Linked DNA regions of Mus musculus: region 2 is linked to region 1. A link is a contact called in public Hi-C data. All regions are on one chromosome and are shown on one strand. The core of a region is the stretch at or near the end of the contact, and the rest is flanking DNA. Distances in the headings are between cores, read along the strand shown.

Evidence for each region. A called contact is a pair of places that touch in the nucleus more often than the background predicts.
Region 2: a contact with region 1 is called in a Hi-C map of cerebral cortex, with 2.8 times the contacts expected there. The contact joins two enhancer-like sites. A contact is called at or near these places in 7 of 484 Hi-C or Micro-C datasets (adipose-derived mesenchymal stem cells, cerebellar granule neurons, cerebral cortex and 4 more) and 3 of 9 other capture datasets (adipose tissue, embryonic stem cells and liver).

The regions. Positions count from the first base shown.
Region 1 is chr9:42,548,276-42,554,093 of GRCm38.p6, reverse strand. Grik4 (glutamate receptor, ionotropic, kainate 4) reads left to right here. Exons shown (of 21, transcript NM_175481.5): 15 at 3,578-3,687. Among named protein-coding and RNA genes, the nearest start is that of Tbcel, 79 kb to the right of the region's middle. Within about 2 kb of position 3,718, at least 26 of the 459 cell types and tissues checked have an H3K27ac peak or open chromatin away from gene starts, as enhancers often do. A contact at or near this core is called in cerebral cortex and muscle stem cells, where this site is marked.
Region 2 is chr9:42,799,840-42,805,657 of GRCm38.p6, reverse strand. All of the region lies in intron 3 of Grik4 (glutamate receptor, ionotropic, kainate 4), which reads left to right. Among named protein-coding and RNA genes, the nearest start is that of Gm36590, 130 kb to the right of the region's middle. Within about 2 kb of position 3,492, at least 36 of the 459 cell types and tissues checked have an H3K27ac peak or open chromatin away from gene starts, as enhancers often do. A contact at or near this core is called in cerebral cortex and muscle stem cells, where this site is marked.

The DNA.
Region 1 (5,818 bases), core at 2,469-4,968:
AGATCCACTGCCACCATACAATTCAAACAGCCTCCACAGTCCAGGACCATGGGCTAGTTGGTGGCCAATCCTTTAGAGCTCTCTTATCACTAAAGAGGCCAGCTGTGGTAGGGTCAGATTGAAGCACAGTCAAAAATTCAAGGCAACTGCTTCTAATTTTCATCCCACCAGCAGGACCTGTCCTGTCCTTGACCTCCACAGCACAGATCTATGGCTATGGCTGTATGGAGAGAGATGGGTACATAAACCATTACTTATCTTCATTCAGAATGGTTGCTGTCACCTAAAGGCACTGGCCATACCTGCAGTCTGCAGTTATATTGATCGTCTAAGTCAATACAAATGTCTATAAAACAACAGTCACAATAAATGATGATGAGGATAGATAAATACATCTATGAGTTCTTTAAATGGGTAGGATTGAGTAAATCTGGATTCTCTTGGCACGGGGTAGAAGGCCTGGGATTAATTAAGGAGTTTATTGGAGCGAGTTACAAACATTAAGAGTTGAACAAGACTTGATACAGCTGCCATGAGAATGGAGCAGCGCAGCGTGCCGATGGCACAGCTTGATGAGTGAGTACCAGGGAAATTGAAGCCATCACCAATGATCTGAGTGAGACACAGCTTCCCTGGGCCCTGGTTCTTCTGTCTGTCAGCATGGAAACTCGTATTGAAATCAAGAGCGTATAGCGAGGTACTGAGTTTTTCGGAAGAGTCGCTGTCACTGTTACACATCTTTTGGGTTCAGTAGAAGCTGGTACTTTGAAAAAGTGCCTATGGCATGTGACCATAGTCTGTGCCAAGTCCCAGTGACTAGGGTGTCCCTTGGGAAGGAAGCAATCCGAAACATCCACATAGGAAAATGGGTTAGCATTCAGAATCTTCCAAGGAGCATGCTTCCTTTGCAGTTATCTCAACAGCATGGCTCAGCCTAAACCCAGACCCACATCTCCAATGGCTGCCCAACCCTTGCTCTTCTGGTCAGTATCAGTCAATCATTGGTGAAATCAGAGGCTGCCAGTGTGACAGGCCGCTTTCAAGTGAGGCTATGTCTACCTATGTCTTGTTTCTTATTTGTGTGATGTCCCGCACCATATAAACCAAGCCTCTAGGAGTTTGTCTCACGGCTCTGCATCATTTCTTATCAACCCTAACCGAATATGGCAGCTTTAAATAGTGCTGCCATTTTCCTCGGGTTCACGGCTTGTGATACAATCAGGTATAGATTTCTGACATGGAACATCTAATGGAGTTCAGATTCAGAAAGCAGCAATGAAAGATTTTTTTTCCCCCTTCCTGGCTGTCTCACACTTGAAAGGCACAGAATAAAACAGTTTTAACAGGTCACATAGAATTCATGTACATTTATCGAGAGGCAGTCTGCAACCAAGCGTAGCCCCGAGAGTGGACCAAGCTAGTGATTTCTACTGCAGTACAAAAGTAGCAAAGGTGGTCTTCTTTGAGTCCTTCATCACCTGTGTGGGTTCTTCACACTCTGCATCTTTCTGTGTCTGCCACGGGATGCTAGGGCGATGAGTAAGACAGTCAGCCTGTGGTAGACATTGCAATGAACAACCGTGGACCCAGCTTCTGTTGCCCCTGAACCCCTTGTTTCTTGTTACAAGATTGATGTAATGATGGGAGCAAACACACTCATGATCTGGTCTCTAACCTGCCCCCCTTCTCCTGTTGCTGCTGCTGCTTCTGCTTCTCCTCCTCCTCCCCCCTCCTCTTTCTGCTAATGCTGCTTCTCCTTTTCTTGCTCCTCCTCCTCCTGTTCCTTTCCCTCTTTTGCCGTCCTTTGCCTCTTCTTCAGACTCATTTTCCCAACCAGCCTGATCAAGCGTCCTCTGAACATCAACAACCATTCATGTACTGGGAGAAAATGCCCTTGGATTCTCCCTGGCCTGTGCTATACATGGAAAGAAAATTATTTTCATAAAGGCTTCCTAAGAGGTTCTGGTAACATTGATGAAAGACGGCAGGTCTCAAGAATGACTGCCTATAAGCAGGGCAAGTGGTAAAGCAACTCTGTGTCCCTTTTGTGCCAGGGGAAAGTAAAATTCTTCCCTAGGGCATTGAGGATGCTCCTCCTGGTTCTCTGAGAGGAAATGAGAAGCCACCCATAAAAGCTGAAGTCACTGAGGAATAAGGCTATGCAGGTACCATGGGGTCACTCACACAGAAAGCTATCGAGGCAGGCACTGCATACAGGTAGTAGGTGCTATTATGACTGATATAACTTTAAGTGTGAAAGCAGACCTACTCATAGATTGGCTTAAGGTGATATTGACTTCTAGTTACATCCACAGACTTCCTGGATTCCTGAGATCATAAAAATTACAGCATTTCCGTTTCGAATGGCCCTTAGACAGCATCTAGCCTGGTGGTTTTGTAGTAAACAGAAGAAATAAAGCTGACAGCGGAACGTGGCTGGAGAGAGCACACCCCACCTGTAGCGGCAACCTCTGCTCAGCTCCTGTGCCGTCAGACCGTCTAGGGCAGTGGTTCTCAACCTTCCTAGTGTTGCAACTCTCTAATACAGTTCCTCATGCTATGGTGACCCCCTGACCATGAAATTATTTTTGTTGCTGCTTCATAACTGTAATTTTGCTACTTTTATGAATTATAATGTAAATACCTATGTTTTCTGATAGTCTCAGGCAACATCTATGAAAGGGTTATTTGGTGCCCCAAAGAGGTTGTGACCCACAGATTGAGTCTAGGTGTTCATTCTGACGTAGGGTGTTTGTTTCCTTTACGAAGAAAGGAACACAGATGTGTATGTGAGCTCTCTTCAATGAAAGACGAAACACTGTAGGGTAATGGAGCAAGCCTGCAGCTTTCAGAGAGTGGGTCTGATCTAGCCCAGCTTTAGCTGAGACCAGACAGGATCAGGCACCAGACGCCTTGACACCGTCTTTCACATTCTTTCTTGTGAGACGTGGTGGGAACTTGGAGCTGATTTTCCTTTCCTGGCTCCAACTTCAAGAGTTGCAAGCACATCAAGCTATGAGGGGACCGGATGGTGACTTCGAGTTAGAAGATGTGTCTCTAAGTCATCCATTTGCCATGGCATGACTTTGGGTGCATCTCTTGGGCTTTGGTTTCTTCACTAGGAAAATGGACAAAATCGTCTGAGGGGCCCTCAGGACTTTGTTTCCATTGTCTGAGGACACTTGGCAAAGCAAAAAGCCAAGGGAACAAGCCATATTAACACTCTCAGGAGAAAGATGCAGACATTAAAGAGAGGTGCTGAGGTCAGACCCCTGTACAGCAACTTCACCTCACAGGTCCTCCTGAGCCCCAAGGCAGTAGTCGCAGGTGTCAAAGGGCTGGCAGACTTACTCAGCACAAAGCCTCGTTATTCCTGGAAGAGACAGACCCACACTGCTCTTTGATTCATCACTAGATCGGGGTTTACAAGGTGTTGGGCTACACTATCATCTCTGGCATTGTTAGAATCACCCAGAGTCTCCCCAGAATGCTAGGTCCAAGCCAGTGCTCATGCCCTGCCCTGCCCAAAGCCATTTTGACTATGTATAGTGAATCTTATTTTCATCTTCATTTTCAGGGACGCAGACCGGGCTATTTCTCCTTCCTGGATCCCTTTTCTCCAGGAGTCTGGCTCTTCATGCTTCTAGCTTATCTGGCGGTCAGCTGTGTCCTCTTCCTGGTGGCTCGGTACTCTTCCCTTTCCTTCCCTGTCCTCACACCGCCACCTCGTGTCCACTCTGGGAACTGCACGGGGCGGGGGGTGGTGGGAGGAGAGGATGGTTTAGAAGACCTCGGGTGCCAAATAGAGATGGCAGAGGGACTGGGGGCCTGAAATGCTCTCTGCCCAGCTGTCAACCTCACACTAGCCGTCCATCTGCCTGTGCTTGTGTTCCCTACCATGCACAGTGCGGACAGGTTTGCTTGTCTGCGTTTGCTTTTGTATTCTGGCCTCCTGCATCCTTGCCACCCGCCCCAACTTGGATAGGAACTTTGGGAAAGAGGAGAGAGGGAGGGGGCGACAGGAAGACTGCTCTAATTAAGCATGGTGCATTTGGGTACCCTGGCATCCCTCCTTGCTATGATCTGCCCTAAAGTCCTGAATGATGAGAAATGGAGCTTGCAAATCCAAATAGAGTTGGGGGGGGGGGGGCGGGGACAAGGGGGACAGAGGCCACAGTGACACAGGCCGGGGAAAATGCTTCCTCTGCAGAGGTTGGCTCTGCCTCTGAAAACACAGCTGTCTTGGCAAACAAAACCCACAGAGGGTAGCAGGCAACAAGAGGGTACATTTGTGCCCAGTACTGAGTTGGGAGAAATGGTAAAGGTTAGGGGCCAGGGAAAATTAACCTTCCCTTGTCCGCAGAAGGCAGGAACTGTTCCTGGTCATATTGAAACACTCCAGGGTATCTCTAAGCTGTAAGGGATTGTTTGCCCCTGAGCTAAGGTAGCCTGAATTTCAGGACAAGCCACCTTCCACCTGTTTAAGTCCCCGCCACCTGCTCAGTTTATCACAGGGGACTGTTGAGTGGGAATGGAGAATAGCTTAGAATGAGCTAGAAATCCAACAGAGGCTCTGTGGCAAGTGACTTCTTGTCTCTAGGCCACAGCATCGGGGCCAGATGATCCTTTGGATCCTGCTCTATCTCTCAGAGGGGGGGTCTTCCTGGGGTTGTGTTCTGTCTATGGATTGGGTGCCCATGCTCTTTCCACTCAAGAAAGGCAACAGGAATGTATTGAGTCTTACATGACCCCAGTGTGCCTCTTCTTGTGGTGATCAAAGGCTAAATCAAACGGCCTAGTAGTCTTCAAAGGCACCGGGGTTTGCTCTTGTACACCACCCACCTCTCTTGGCCCCATAGGCACTGCCACTGTCAACTATCTGTTGTCAGTGACAGCTGGCGAGGTGCGGGAGCTTGCGTGCTGTCTGACACTTCCATTCTCCACTTCGCAGCGCTGTCTGCTGCTGTGTTTAGGAAGCTGTCTGTGAGATCCAGGCTCTGCTGCTTTGAGATTCTCTTTGGCCCCCTGTGGCTAAGGCTATATGTGTGGACAGTTGGCTCTAGTGGAGTCTGCACAGCTTTCAAGTCACCTCTAAGGCTCTGCAAAGGGTCTTAGTGCTTTGTTGCTGTATAAACACTCAAAAGGGACTCACCTAAAGCTACCCTGATGGGCTCTGCACCCTCCTTTGTGGCTGCCACGCCCATATACTGTCCCAAATCTGGCATTAGAAAATAATAATAATAATAATAATGACAACAACAACGACAGCAATGACAACAACAAAAGAAAATACATTATTAGCCTATTGTGGTAGGAGGCTGAGGCAGAAGGACTGCCATGCATTTGAGTCTAACCTGGGCTATGTAGTAAGCTCCAGGCCAGCCTGGGCTAGAGTGAGACCCTGTCTCAAAGAATGAAAATAGAAAAGGCAGTAAAGGGCTAACCATATGACTGCATATTTGTATGCTATGCAAACCTGGGATATTCTGCTCTAAGGCAATGGTTTGCGCATGGGTTCCACGGAGCACAAAGACTCCTGGGAGCCTTCAGACACATGTGGTCACTGAGAACTCTGAAGCCCCAGTGCCTGTTCCTTCAGACAGGTTGTACTTTCACTTCCGTATGCTGTAACTCTGGTTGAGTTTCTAGAGCAGGAAAATTAAACTCCAGGTACCCCCCCCCCATCAGAGGTACCTCACAGCGCTAATACTTGTACCTTTGCATCTCTAAGGCTGGGATCTAGGACACTGCATCTGATAAGAGGGAGTCAGTGGCTGTCAGTGTGGATACGGACCTGGAGCTTACAAGTTTTTAGTCC
Region 2 (5,818 bases), core at 2,243-4,742, 250 kb before region 1:
CTGAGCGATGACTGGGGAGCCACAAGTAAATAAATGCCTGCCAAACTTCCCCCATCCCTGCAGATCTCCCCGACTTAAAGAGATCGTGGCTGCTGGGTCTTGTTATAACAGATGATGAAGACCCATTATCCAGCCTGCTCAGTTTTGCAGATGAAGGGATGTAGCCAAGGTCACATTGTTATATGTGGTTAGCCTGAGAGCCTAGTAGCTTTGACTCATCTTTTGGGGGCCTTTTAGCTATTAGGCAGCAGAGTCAGCTTCAGTACCATGTGACATTTTCTCTTCGTTTCCCCTGATATCTTCTGTTAGTCAATGTCCTTTTCCCTGCTGTGTTGGGTACTTACTCAGTTCTTGTTAACTGATGGATGACTGCTTGCTTGCCTTGGCCGGTCCTTCTGCACTGCACTGTATACACATTGGGCTACCCACTACTGACCAAGGGTGAGGGAGGCTTATCCATGCTCTCTCTATCTATGCTCTTACTCTGTGGGAACGTGTTTCATCCTATCCTCCTGCTGGGGATGATCCCCCTCCTCCCTGCTGCCTCCTCCTCCTCCTCCTCCCAGCTGCCTCTTCTCTTTGCTCCTCCTCCTACTCATCCTCTTCCACCTCTTCTCTTTATTTTGATTCTCCTCCTCCTCTCCCTCCTCCCCATCCTCCCCTCCTCTTCCTCCTCCTCTTTTTCTTCCTCTCCTGTCACTTTTGACTAAAATAGCTTTTCATCTGAAAATCCTTCCCCTGGGGACAGCAGCATCTCTTATTTCGGGTTTTAAAATATTGAAAGATGGATAATCATGGCTTGTATGGTCTCTTACTTTGCCTTGGCATTTTTACCCCCAGTAAATTACCAGATGATAGCTGACAGAGGAGGAAACCAGCACGGATCAGCAGGAACTTCAGAGGGTTGGTCCTGATGCTCAAGGGAGTCTCTCGGCATTGGTGGCACGGGACATCGGGCAGGTTAAGGCAACAACTGAATCTCTTTCTTGTTTAACGCTTTCCTACACAGCGCAGCAGTAAGAGCTCAGACTTGTCTGATGCTCAGCCTCACTAGGTCCCCCACCCCCCCATCCCCAGGCACTTCACAACTATAAGTTTCTACTTAGTTGACTTCCTCCAGTGACCCTCAATCCTTTGCAGAGAATGTCTAACCTAGAGCATTCAAATGTTATCAAGATGAAGCTAACAGGAGGATTGGGGGGGGGGGGAGACCAGTGCGAAGAATAAAGCCACTGGTTACTGATCTCATCCGCTGTGTATGAAATCTATTGGGCACACTGAGACAAACCTACTGCCGATTTCTTAGCCTTGTAGAGGATTCACCATGGGGTATTTTGAGTAGTGAGTTCCCCTCCTAATGTTACAACATGATTTGATTTATGAAAGTCTGATCATTGTGCAACTTTTCTTCTTTATTCCAAATTGAATCAGTTAGGTAAACAATCAGCCAGTATTTCACCATAGTGGCAAATAGATATTGATGACCCTTCATGTGTCACCTGGACAGGGGACACAAGGAAGCCTTTGGACCACAATCTCTTCTTTGGTGAGCATCTCAAGGGAGTCTGTGTCTGTCTGATTCATGCGTTTCCTCTCAGGATCTAGTCTTGACTGCAGGGCCAGGCTTTCCCACCATCTGCTGAATGGGTAATATATGGCAAAGTTTGAATTTTGAGCCACCCTTTCAGTGTTCCAATGCTCCCCCTGCCAGGGTGAGACCATGCCCAAGCATGGCATCCCATTTGCCTGCTAGCCCACAAGACGTAATTAGGAAAAGTGTAGTGTGAATGTGAAATGTTCCCAGAGTGTGTTTGAACTCTTGGTTGACAGCTGGTGATGTTGTTTTGGAAGGCCACAAAACCTTTAAGAGGTGGAGCCTCACCGAAGAATGAGGGAGGGCCACTGAGCAAGGGTCTGGAGGCTTTATACCCCAGCCTCACCTCTTAGCTACTAGTTTTCTGAGTGTGAATGTACTGGCCCTCTGCTCTATGCTCTTGTGGATTGCATCCTCCTCAGCTGGGAGCCACAATAAACCCTTTGTTCCTCAAGTTGCTTCCTGCCACTTATTTGGTCACAGTAATGAGGCAAGAGACTAATACAGAAAATGAGTATTTTGCCTCCAAAGTGAATGTGTGTTTCTGTAAATGCACTTGCATTCAGATCCTAGACGACTGACTCCCTCTATCTTGCTTCTGGACCCACCCACTTGAACCTACACACTTTGGGGTGGATATGGGAGCTGGCAGGAGTTGGAGAGCTATCTAGGTCAGTGTGCCCAGTGAAGTCATCGGCCAAGATGACACAACTCTCCAACTGGTAACGTTGGTGCCATGGTTTGCAGTGAATAGAGTGTTCTGATGTGTTTACTGGGTTTCTAGGAGACAGGCAGAAGGGGGCATGTGCTGTGAGGAGGAGTCCAAGGCTCTCAGGATTTGTGGCTTATCCAGGATTCTACCAAAGTAAATGGTAAAGTCAGAGGATATGAACTGAGCAGAATCTGAGGGTGTCACAGTCTGAGACAGCCTTTTGGCAGCACATTCCCTGTGGCCAAGATCCAAAAGCTTCCAGAGGCCAGAATGCTGCTGTCTGGACCTCACAGAGGAGTAGGCAAATCATGGCAGTGACCATTAGTAACTGAGGCTTCTCTATAATTTTTCTCAGCATATTGTGACGAGTCTTTGGGGCTGGGCATTGGCAAAGGTTACAGTGCAGAAGCATCGGAGGTGAGACGTAGGGCCCTGATTCTGTAACTGCGAACTGTGGATGATGGAGTTGGTTTCAATATCATTTGGGTGTGTGGCTGCCTATGTTTATTTGTTCTGGAATGGTCTGGCTTCCCTGCCTGGGACTCGAGTTCATTTTGTCTGGCTGTGATGATATCCACTCCTCAGCTGGATACATCAAGGTCTAGCCCTGCCTGAGGAAGTGACCGGTACACTTGTTAGTCACCACTGGGTTGAGCTGGGAGCACACGGTACTGAAAGAATCTTATCAGAATTTCAAAAACCTGTCTTCAGCTCCATGAAATGGCTTGCAGAGCCCTAGGATGTGGACTGAGTCATTTGTACATTGTATTTGAGGGAAAGGGGGTGGGCTTCTGGAAACTATGAAGAGAGATCTTTGTTTCCACATTTAAAAAAGTCTATCTGGCAGATGGAATGGGCATTTTGGGTACCAGGTGACCATGAGAGGTTTAACAGGGATTTCAGCATCAAATTGAAGATTTCACCTGTCACCCTTAGGACCCTTAGGGTGTGACAGTTTAGTTAGCCTTTGGTCCCATTTGCACATGGAAGACACTTCTGTTTCATTGTGGTTTCATTAATAACCATTAACAAGAGCTTAAATTGAGACAGTCACCTGCCTAATTAAAGCCATGACCCTACTTGGCTCCAGTTGCTTGGGGGAAATCAGGTAAGACATGCTAGCAGGCAGATCTTGTTTTGTGATACAGTCCAGACTCTCTGGGGGCGTCCTTTCTCCTTGTGGCTGTGGCTGTGTGGTGGGTGGGAGAAGCAGCTGCTAGATCTTAGCTGAGTGCTCGCGTGGTGCGAGTCTGAGTCGGTGGGATGCACTCATGAACGCCAGCAAAACCTGAACATTCCTCTCGTAGCCTCTCGGCTCAGCTGCAGGCAAGACCGCAGTCACATTTAACTCTCATTAGTCTGGATAAGCAGACACACGTCCCCCGCAGGGTTTATGGAAGCTGCTGGGGGCACTCACAGGGCATCAGGATGCTGTAGACAAGCCAAGAGGCTTCCCAACAGCCGCTCTTGCAGATGGGTATTTCTTCTCACTTGGTGGCTGGTCAGCTCCTAGAAGACTGAGTTGATGGCGCCTAGCTAGGCTACAAAATGACAAAGAGAATTGTGGAGAGAACCCAGGCTAATCCAGGCCTAACTTTTCATGCACTGGCATCTACTGTCTTCTTCGTCTGCAGATAGCATTCCTGTGCTGGCCTCAGGAGGCGCCACGCGTGAGTCCAGTGTGCAGCCGTGCTTGGGAATGTCTGCTGGTGTGACCTCTTTAGATGACCTCTTTAGGTGCTCGCCTCTGAACCTCTACCCCAGGGTGGCAGGCACTGGCCACAGCCTGTTCTGTTCCTTTCCTCCCAGGTTTGAGGTGGGCTGGTGTCCATGGTGAACTTCTCCTGCTCCTGGGAGCTCTCACCCCTGGAAACCTCAGCGTGCCTCAGCTTGCCCAGCATATCACTGTCAGCCTCAGGACTTACCCACCTGTTTCATACACATGTTTTCAAGAATTGTATTGTATTTGAATTCCACCCACACCAGGCGTCTAGGAGCATCCCATGGGGGATAGTCTCTGTCTTTTGTCCCTTCACACCAGATGGCAGATCTTATCTTGACTCCTGCCCCTCCTTAAACTATCCATGCCAGTTCTCTCTGTCCCTTTCAGGAGGCACCGTGGAAGAACTGCTTACCCAAGCCCCTTTACCTCCTCTCCCCTCTTTTCCTATCAACAGCGCTCAGAATCAAACTCGATTGTCAGGCTTGGTGACAAGCACACTTAGCCACTGAGCCATCTCCGTGGCTCCCTCTTCGTGTCTTTCAATCTCTGAATATGGCTGTTTCTCAGACCTTTGACCTCAAGTGTCTCCCATATCCACACCACGGCTGTGGTGATCTTATGTATGTCTACGTGTCTACATAGATGATCTTCCGGTCTCCTCTTCAGCTCTGAACCCATCCTGTAGCTCATCCATGCAGCAATCTACCTGTCATCTTCACACGGGTGACAATATAGACTTAGATATGGCGTGTCTGCAGCTGAGATCTTATCACCTCCTGGCCTGCTCTTCCTAGCGTTTCCCCACTCGTGAGCTGTAATGAGAGGGATGCTGAGATGGCTCAGGAGGCAAGAGTGCTCGCTGTGTAAGTGTGGGAATCAAATCCTCAGCATCCATAGAAAAAGCTCCTCATGGTTACGTGTACCCAAAACCCCAGCACTGTGGAACAGGTGGATCCTGGGAGATTGCCTGGCCATAGAGCTGAGTTCTTCATTCAATGAGTGACTGTGTTTCAGGCATACAGTAGATCAGTGGTACAGGAGAACACCCAGTGTCCTTCTCTGGCCTCCACAAGTGTGTGGATGCATGTACCCGAACACTCGTGTGTGTATATACACACACATATCTAAAAATACAAACACAGACCAGGCTCCCTTTCTCTATCATACCTGTTTGAAATTGGGCTTCCAATCTTGGAGCCATCCTTCATCCCATCGACCTCTGACCCCGCCCCCTGGCCATCAAGTTCTGTTGGTTTAGCTTTGCACATCCAGCCAGTTTGACTCAACAGCTTCCTGCTAGCACGGGCGTCCCTTCCCTGTTCTGAGTCACACTGACTCTTTCCCACAGTGCCACAGACATTTTTCTCTTGTTTCCTAGCTCACGGTTATGTCACCTGTTGATCTCAAATATGAGAGAGCAAGAGCAATTCTTTTAAACTAGAAGTTGGGTCATGTCAGGTTGCTGCTCTTCCCCTCATCAGAGAAAAGGATGGAGTCCTCTCGATGACCCTCAAGCTCTACATGGCTTGTCACCCTTCTGTTTGTTTATGGTTTATTTCTGACAGCTTGCCTGCTGCTCATGGCACGCCAGCCCAGCCCACCAGCATCTTTCCTTTCCCCCAAACATATTGAGCATGTGTCTACCTTGCAATCTCTGTGCATGCTCTTCTCTCTGCGCACTGTAGCAGCACAGTTCATTCATGCAGGATGGTCACACCCTTCAGAGCTGAGAGCCTTTGGGAGGTGCAGACTAGAGGCCCCACTTGGTGCAGAAGCGTTAACAAGAACT